Linked DNA regions of Larimichthys crocea: region 1 is linked to region 2. The links are chromatin contacts, called in public Hi-C maps. All regions are on one chromosome and are shown on one strand. Each heading gives the region's core, a stretch centred on a gene start, on an enhancer-like site or on the middle of the called end of the contact. The rest is flanking DNA. Distances are from core to core; before and after follow the strand shown. Region 1 holds the start of stoml3a (stomatin (EPB72)-like 3a). Region 2 holds the start of nek3 (NIMA related kinase 3).

Region 1 (3,692 bases), core at 968-3,467, 130 kb after region 2:
AAAATAATTTCCAGTTTTACTGAAATAAGTGACCACGAAGTTATGTAATGCAAGAAGAGGCGTATGGGAGGCAGAGTGGGGCTGACAGAGACATCATTTCCCTAAATACACCTCAGTGTGTCATCTAAATGATTTTAAATGTGTTATTTTATTGTAGAAAAGTTACACAATGTTATTTTAAGTACCACACTTATTGACATAAAATCTGAATCTAAAATCTGGGAGCTGAAGTTTTTAGACACTTGATTGCACCACTGCTGGTCTGACTTTAAAGAGTGCGGCTGCATCTTGTGACTAACAGGACGGTTTAAGCTGGAGGCCTGACTCATCTGTGGGGAATGACGTGTGTGCACTGTAACTGTTTGACTCTCTCTTCTCTCACAGGCTTTGCTGCTCTGTACTCTGGCCTGACTCCGACCATGATACGCACCTTCCCTGCCAACGGAGCTCTCTTCCTGGCTTATGAGTTCAGTCGAAAGTTTATGATGGACACAGTCGGTTCCTCGTGAGGAGGATCTCTACACTTGATGCCAGTATTCTGTTAAAACACTCTTTTGTATTTGAATATCTTGTGAATGAAATGAACTTGTATTTTGTGCTATGCTGACCACATGAATTAAAAACAATGTTTCAATCATAAAATCCATAAGTCTTAGTGTAAGACCTGTGAATATGTTTCAGCATGATCGATAATACCTGCACTGCGCCTCACCAGACGTTTTTTAGTGAGCACTGACGTGACGAGTTTTTCCAGTCAAATCATACCCTCCAGGCAGTTTAAGCAGTTCAGCTTTCTGCTTTCTGCTCAGCCCCGCCAACAGTGACATTTAAAACAATTTTGTCAACCAGACTGAATGCTCATCATCTTCCTTAGGCTAGAGTTAGAGAAACTTTGAATCCAACATAAAAGAAAAAGGTTGAACATTGGACAAAAGCTGCAAACGTCAGCGTAAAGATCAGATTATTAAAAACAAAACTCGCAAATAGTTTTGTTTTGACTGATCTGTTGCAATAGCAACCTTAAGCCTACATTATTTCTTTCTGTTTTGTTTTGTTTTTTTCATTTTCTGCCTGCCTCACCACAGGAACCACACAAACTGCCGTCCTCTTGCAGCAGAAAAGAAAACTTTTTGATGCATGTTGTGATTCAAACACACACAAAAAAATGTTTCATGTATGATATAAGATTTGAAGTTTGAAAAAAATCATCTTGAAGGAGGGTGTGGTTTAAAATAAGAAAATTGGGAGGAAGCGAATTTGAATGATGAGTAGTCCAGCACGAGGGTGCAGACAAAACCCTGACCAAACAGATTTTTTTCAGTTTTTAAAACATTTTTTTTTTTACTCCACAAATAAAAAAACAAAAAAGCAAAATGATCTTTAAGCTCGTCATAAATTTTAATGAAATAGGTAACATGAGCCCGTTGTGTATGTAGTGTTGTGTACAACTGAACCTGGATTCACATGAACTCATTGTGTACTGAAGTGAGCGGGCAGTCATGTGACCAAGTATCATGTGACAGTTGATGAAAGGGACCTTAGTGAAAAATGATGGTTTAACAAGCAGCTTACATGTCACACTGTGTACTGTACTGCTTTACATGCAGAGGGATGTTTTATATACTGCGGTTATGCTTCTGCTCTGAGCCACACAACTCTACTATTATATTTGACAACTGATATTTGACAGGTGTATTTTTTTTGCCACCATTTCCGTGTTTTTATATCCTCCATGCTTCATTATGTTTTGTTTGTGTATTTCCACCCACTCCTAAAAAATTCCTGCACAATTTAAATATGGGTACATTTTTATGATAAGGGAGGCAAGGCATGAGCATGATCACATCTTCTTGCACGTGCCATCTCTCATGTTTCAAGACTTGGATGCCACCTATTGTTTATTCATAACCTGCACTCAACAGGTGTCAGACTACTGGACGTGGATATAAGAGTATAATGGAAAAGTACAAGAGTTGAACTTCAAGCATTCCAATAATGGAGCCAAATAAAGGCTGCTTAGACTCTATGGTTCATGTTACCTGTTGGCACTCATAATTTGAATCCAAGTGGGAGTTTATGTGTGTGTGGTAGTCAAGCTCACAAAAAGCAGTAGGTGATGAGGGATGAAAACAGACCACACCCCAACGGGAGAGAAGACAGAGAAACAAGCGCAGCGCTGCTTCACTCGCTGCATCATACCTGACAACATACTCACTAATGATCTCAACGGCATCCAGCACGGCTGAGATGGTGACACAAGGTAAACTTCAGATCAACACCGTGGAAAATGTTGAAGGTAAATACTTTTTAAAATCATTTTGTGGCTCAATGTGATTCACTTTGACTGTCGTTAGATGTTTATTGCTTCAACTTGTTCACCAGGGGCGCAGAATGAGTAAATTATTCACAGTAACATAACATATCAGGAATAATATATAATTATATATTCATATATTGTTTGAGGGCTCCGGGTGTGCTTGTTTTTAAGGCACCTGGGAACTCTAATGTGCCCCTGTTAATCAGAAAATATGTATGTTTGCTCTAATTAATTACAGTGTAAATTATTATTGTATATCTTAAGATTTTTACGCAGTTACTATAAAGTTTGCAATACAACAACAGTGTAAGCAGGTGGGAAGTGGAAGAATGATAAAAAATAATAATAATATCAATTGCAAAAAAAAGGGTCTAAAGAAGAAATTCATCAAAACCAAATATATTATATTCAACATAAATATGAGAAACTTTTGATGTGTAATGTTTGTCTTCAGCATGTTAATCAAAAACTGTTTGGGTTTTTTTTTAACAACATGAGTTTCCAGAACTCCCTGAGCCCTCGAATAACAACTAAAGCATTATTTATGATCCATTACACTGATGGGCTGACAGCGTAGCTCGACAGCCCCCCATCCATTTACATGATTCAGACCCTGAATTAAGCTTCTTTTTACTTTTACCAATTTTTGTATATAAGTGTTAAGTATTAGTAGTATTAGGGTTAAGTTAAAAAAAAACATCTATATACAGTAGTACTTAATTAATCAGCCACTTCACTGAGTTTCAGTTTTTGCTCGTTTGTTTTTGTTCACCGTCAATCAGGCAAAAAAGTGTCATACATTCACGACTTCCAACTTCTCAAATCTGATCCTCAGTTGTAAATTGAATATCTTGAATTTAAATTTGGACTGTTGTATGCAGGGCCCAAAGTAACCATCCTTTAAATGCTGTAGCTTGTTTTATCTGTCAAACAGACTAAAACCCCCCAAATATTTAATCTACAGTGATAAAACTGAGAAAACAGAAGAACCTTTTTTTTTTTAGAAACTGGAACCAGTCGATGTTTGGAGGTTTTACTTGATAGATTACTTAAGTTAACATAAATGGATGAACAAAGCAGTCGTGTTTGAAGAGAGCTTTACTATTTTGTTGTTGTTGTTGTTGTTGTTGACATTTTATAGAAATCCACACATTAAAGATAATGTAAATAAGTCCTGACATTTTTTTTTCTTCTCTAACGTGACCTCTGTAACTGAAGGAGGTAACTCCATCACAGTGTTTAGTTCAGTATCTTCAACACTCTGTGACTCAGGAGGATTTGAAGTTACGTGACCTCCCTAAGAGATTAATTTAATAATTGACAAATGATAGGTGTGGATGCACTACATCTCGTTGCATGAATAATTGTTTTGTGA
Region 2 (3,903 bases), core at 929-3,428:
ACACATGCTGAACCAAAGTCCCCGAGCTTGATTGTCCCATTATCTGTCAGGAAAATGTTCTGGGTAAAGGAAATGACAGGAGAAGTGATGACTTAACATGTAGTACAAAATAAAAAGCAGTGTAACCAAGGCAAAATGATGATATTGTGCAATTAATGGGAAATAATAATAATTATCTCATCACTGTACATTTCACTCCAGCGCTCGCTGCATGCGTCCAACCGATACACTAAATTATTGACTGCTTATTTAATTCAATTCAGAGAACAAACATGAATTCATAATACCTGTTCTAATGGGTCAACACATTTCACTATAAAATCTATTAACATGTATACTTGTAATAAACTACAATGATTAACTAGAGGTGACTGTACCTTGGACTTCAGATCTCTGTGCAAAACCCGTTTATCATGGATATACTTTGCGGCGGCACACATTTGAGCAAACCACCTCAAGACCTGAAAAAGATTTCAGTGAAACAAACCTTAAAAAAGGAAGGAACGACAGTCACATAACACTGTGAGAATAGTTAAATTCAGTCGAGGCCTACATCATCGACGCAGAACTGTGTCGTTTTCTGTTGGCGTATCCTCTGGAGCAGGTCTCCACCGCTGCAGTACTCCATAACAATACACAGGAGGTCATCAGCTGAACAAACACAATCACATTGCCTATTCAAACAATAATAAGAGTCTAAAATGTTTTGTAATACGTCTTAAAAGAGAGTGTTATTGTGTATGTGTGTGTGTGTGAATACCTTCAAATGCCTCCCTGAAGGCCACGATATTAGGATGTTTCATTCTGGACAGCAGGACTGCCTCTCTCCTCGAGTTCTCCAGTTTGGACTTATTCTATAAAAATGCAAAATACAAGCATGAATGCATTTTTTTTTTTTTATTATTATGCAAAACAAACAGCATCCACTCTGTCTCTGTGCAGGCACCACAGTCTGCTGTGTTATCAGCACAGTGTAAATAACATTTCCATATCCGACCCCCAGGCTATAACATAACAGTCTGAATTTAAATACAGTGTGCAGAGCTTTACTCAACATGCTGGTGCAAATGCAGCATTTATGTTTAATTTACTATTTAGTCACTGATATGATGTGACTTGCTGCACTGATGGATGGATGTGAGGGTGAGGATTAAATAACTATATAAATATTTGTTTGCAAATACCTTTGGCAGCTGGATTTCTTTGACCACATACTTCTCCTGGGTGCTTTTACACCGGACTAACAAAGCCCGGCCGAATGACCCTTCACCGATGACTTTGTGGAGTGAGTATCTCTCCATGGAGCTCCTTCATCAAGGATCAAGAGGATAAAAACTACTAATTTATATATATTTTTTAAAAGAGACTGAAACACCTGAACGCGTGCTGTTTTTGTTTGGCCGCTACTTCCTTATTATTGCGTGACGTAGGTAAGAGACACACCTGTACCGTGCAGCAGAGCCGCGAGATGGCGGTAGATCACAGTCTGTGACTCCTAAGATAGGTTTCTATAGAGACCATAATATGGTGCCATGTTAGTCAGATCATCTCATATTAAAGTATCCTGATTATCTTTTATGTTATTGATCAATTATGTAATGTTAGTATGTATATAAATCTGGATTTTAATAATGTTTCTCTTATATGTCTGTCCTTATGTCTATAGTACATAGTCCGGCTCCTGTTCTGGCACGACATCGGCTCTGCTACCTGTCAGCATTTGCCCACACTCAGGGCATGAAAACCTCCTCTCACCTGTGGTACAAACACTACCTCCAAACACACTCCTCTGGTACTCTGAGCTCACAGTTCCTTGCAGGTGAGCACAAGGTAAATAAAGGGCGTCAGCTGACCAGAGAGACCACGTGGTTTTTCTTCAAGAGCCCGGATAGCTCAGTCGGTAGAGCATCAGACTTTTAATCTGAGGGTCCAGGGTTCAAGTCCCTGTTCGGGCGGAAGTTTTATCCAATTTCAAGTGGATGGAGGACACAACTTACCTTGCTGGAAAGAGAAAAGCATCCTTGGGTCTGTCAGAAAGCAATCTGTAGGTGCAGCTGAATGAAGACTGTAACCTCTTGTCTCCTAGTTCCTAGTTTATCTTTAAGACATTAAAGATCATGGTTCAACATTTCTGTTGTTTTTTTTTTAGGCAGGACTGTGTAAATGCACAGCCAAGGTCATAAGACCCAATACTTTTTCACATCAGCTATTCTGACATTAAATAGTCCGGTCAACGCGGGTGTTACCAATGACACTAATCAAGATATAACATAAAATCAGTCTACAGGTAAAGCGATGAGACGGAGAGAGAGGGACCACGTGATATTGCTGCAAGAGCCCGGATAGCTCAGTCGGTAGAGCATCAGACTTTTAATCTGAGGGTCCAGGGTTCAAGTCCCTGTTCGGGCGCAAGTTTTAGACAATTATAAACGGACCTTGTAGGTAAGAGGAAATCACTCCAACTATAGATGAGGCTGAATGTTGAGCCTAGTCACTGATCTCACATGACAATCAGCAGCTTCCCTGTGAAACAGATGTGTTTTTAAGAAAATGAAGATCCTGAGTATTAACTCTGAATCAATGCAGAAAAATAATGAGGTCATAAGTCCTAATCCTTCCCAGAGAAAGTTTTGCTCAGACACCAATTTGTATTCGTAAAAATGATGATTCTGCTGAGGGCTTTTTAAAATCAAATGGATTATTTAATGTATTATTAATGGATGCCAAATTCAGTTAACATTGAACATCATATCTAGTGTGTGTGAAACAGTAGAAGAAATTCCTTGTATGCTTATAAAATCAGCTATATTACCAGAAACAATGCACACACAAAACAACCTGACTGTGCTCACATGGCTCTGTTTGAATGTAATTTCTGCCATGCATACATCCATATGGGATATGAAAATCACATCACCTGTGGTAATGCTACGGAGACTTGCACGAGAAGATGTATTGCATTGCGTCGATAATGTAATACTGAGTAAAGACAATGCAGTCTTTGACATTTACTGTGATGGATCACACAACTTAAGCAACTCCCAAGAGTCTGATAATAGATTTTCATTACCCACCACAATGAGTGGAGACCACTGATTGGGCACTACTTCCTTATTATTGCATGACGCAGGGCGAGGCACACCTGTACTGTGCACCTGGGCCGCTAGATGGCAAAAGTAGAACACTGAGTTAGAAGAAATAAGCTGAAATGTGATGAGACATGTGAGTTAAGTAGAAATACGTGTAAACTTCTCAAGAGCCCGGAGAGCGGTACTTGGGTACCGAGCGTCTGTATAATCTCCTCCAATCACGTTGCCCTATTTCCATCTTTCTTCATCTTTCAGCCAATCACAGTAGTCCTTCTCCAAAATTGATGGGACGGACCAATCACGGCCCACCATTTCCATCTTTGCCATCAGCCAATCACAGTGGTCCTTCTCCAAAATTGATGGTACGGACCAATCGCGGCCCACCATTTCCATCTTTGCCATCAGCCAATCACAGTGGTCCTTCTCCAAAATTGATGGGACGGACCAATCACGGCCCACCATTTCCATCTTTGCCATCAGCCAATCACGATGGTGCTTCTCCAAAATTCAGTCGGCTGGACTTCAGGTGTCTTTAGACACCTGTGGAGACTTGCACAAAAAGATGTATTGCAGTGCGTCGATAATGTAATACTGAGTAAAGATAATGCAGTCTTTGACATTTACTGTGATGGATCACACAACTTAAGCAACTCCCAAGAGTCTGATAATAGATTTTCATTACACACCACAATGAGTGGAGACCACTGATTGGGCACTACTTCCTTATTATTGCATGACGTAGGGCGAGGCACACCTGTACTGTGCACCTGGGTCGCTAGATGGCAAAAGTAAAACACTGAGTTAGAAGAAATAA

What was found. A called contact is a pair of places that touch in the nucleus more often than the background predicts.
Region 1: a contact with region 2 is called in a Hi-C map of muscle, with 6 times the contacts expected there. The contact joins the promoter of stoml3a here to the promoter of nek3 in region 2. A contact is called at or near these places in 4 of 7 Hi-C or Micro-C datasets (all in muscle).

The regions. Positions count from the first base shown.
Region 1 is chrVII:22,245,608-22,249,299 of L_crocea_2.0, forward strand. It overlaps stoml3a (stomatin (EPB72)-like 3a), which reads left to right and starts at 2,218. Exons shown (of 7, transcript XM_010738802.3): 1 at 2,218-2,296. The coding sequence starts at 2,218. slc25a15a (solute carrier family 25 member 15a) reads left to right here. Exons shown (of 6, transcript XM_010738797.3): 6 at 385-642. The coding sequence ends at 509.
Region 2 is chrVII:22,111,910-22,115,812 of L_crocea_2.0, forward strand. nek3 (NIMA related kinase 3) reads right to left here and starts at 2,179. Exons shown (of 13, transcript XM_027280970.1): 1 at 1,998-2,179; 2 at 761-854; 3 at 554-651; 4 at 378-461; 5 at 1-59. The coding sequence starts at 803. trnak-uuu (transfer RNA lysine (anticodon UUU)) reads left to right here and starts at 1,883; the gene lies at 1,883-1,955. It overlaps trnak-uuu (transfer RNA lysine (anticodon UUU)), which reads left to right and starts at 2,337; the gene lies at 2,337-2,409.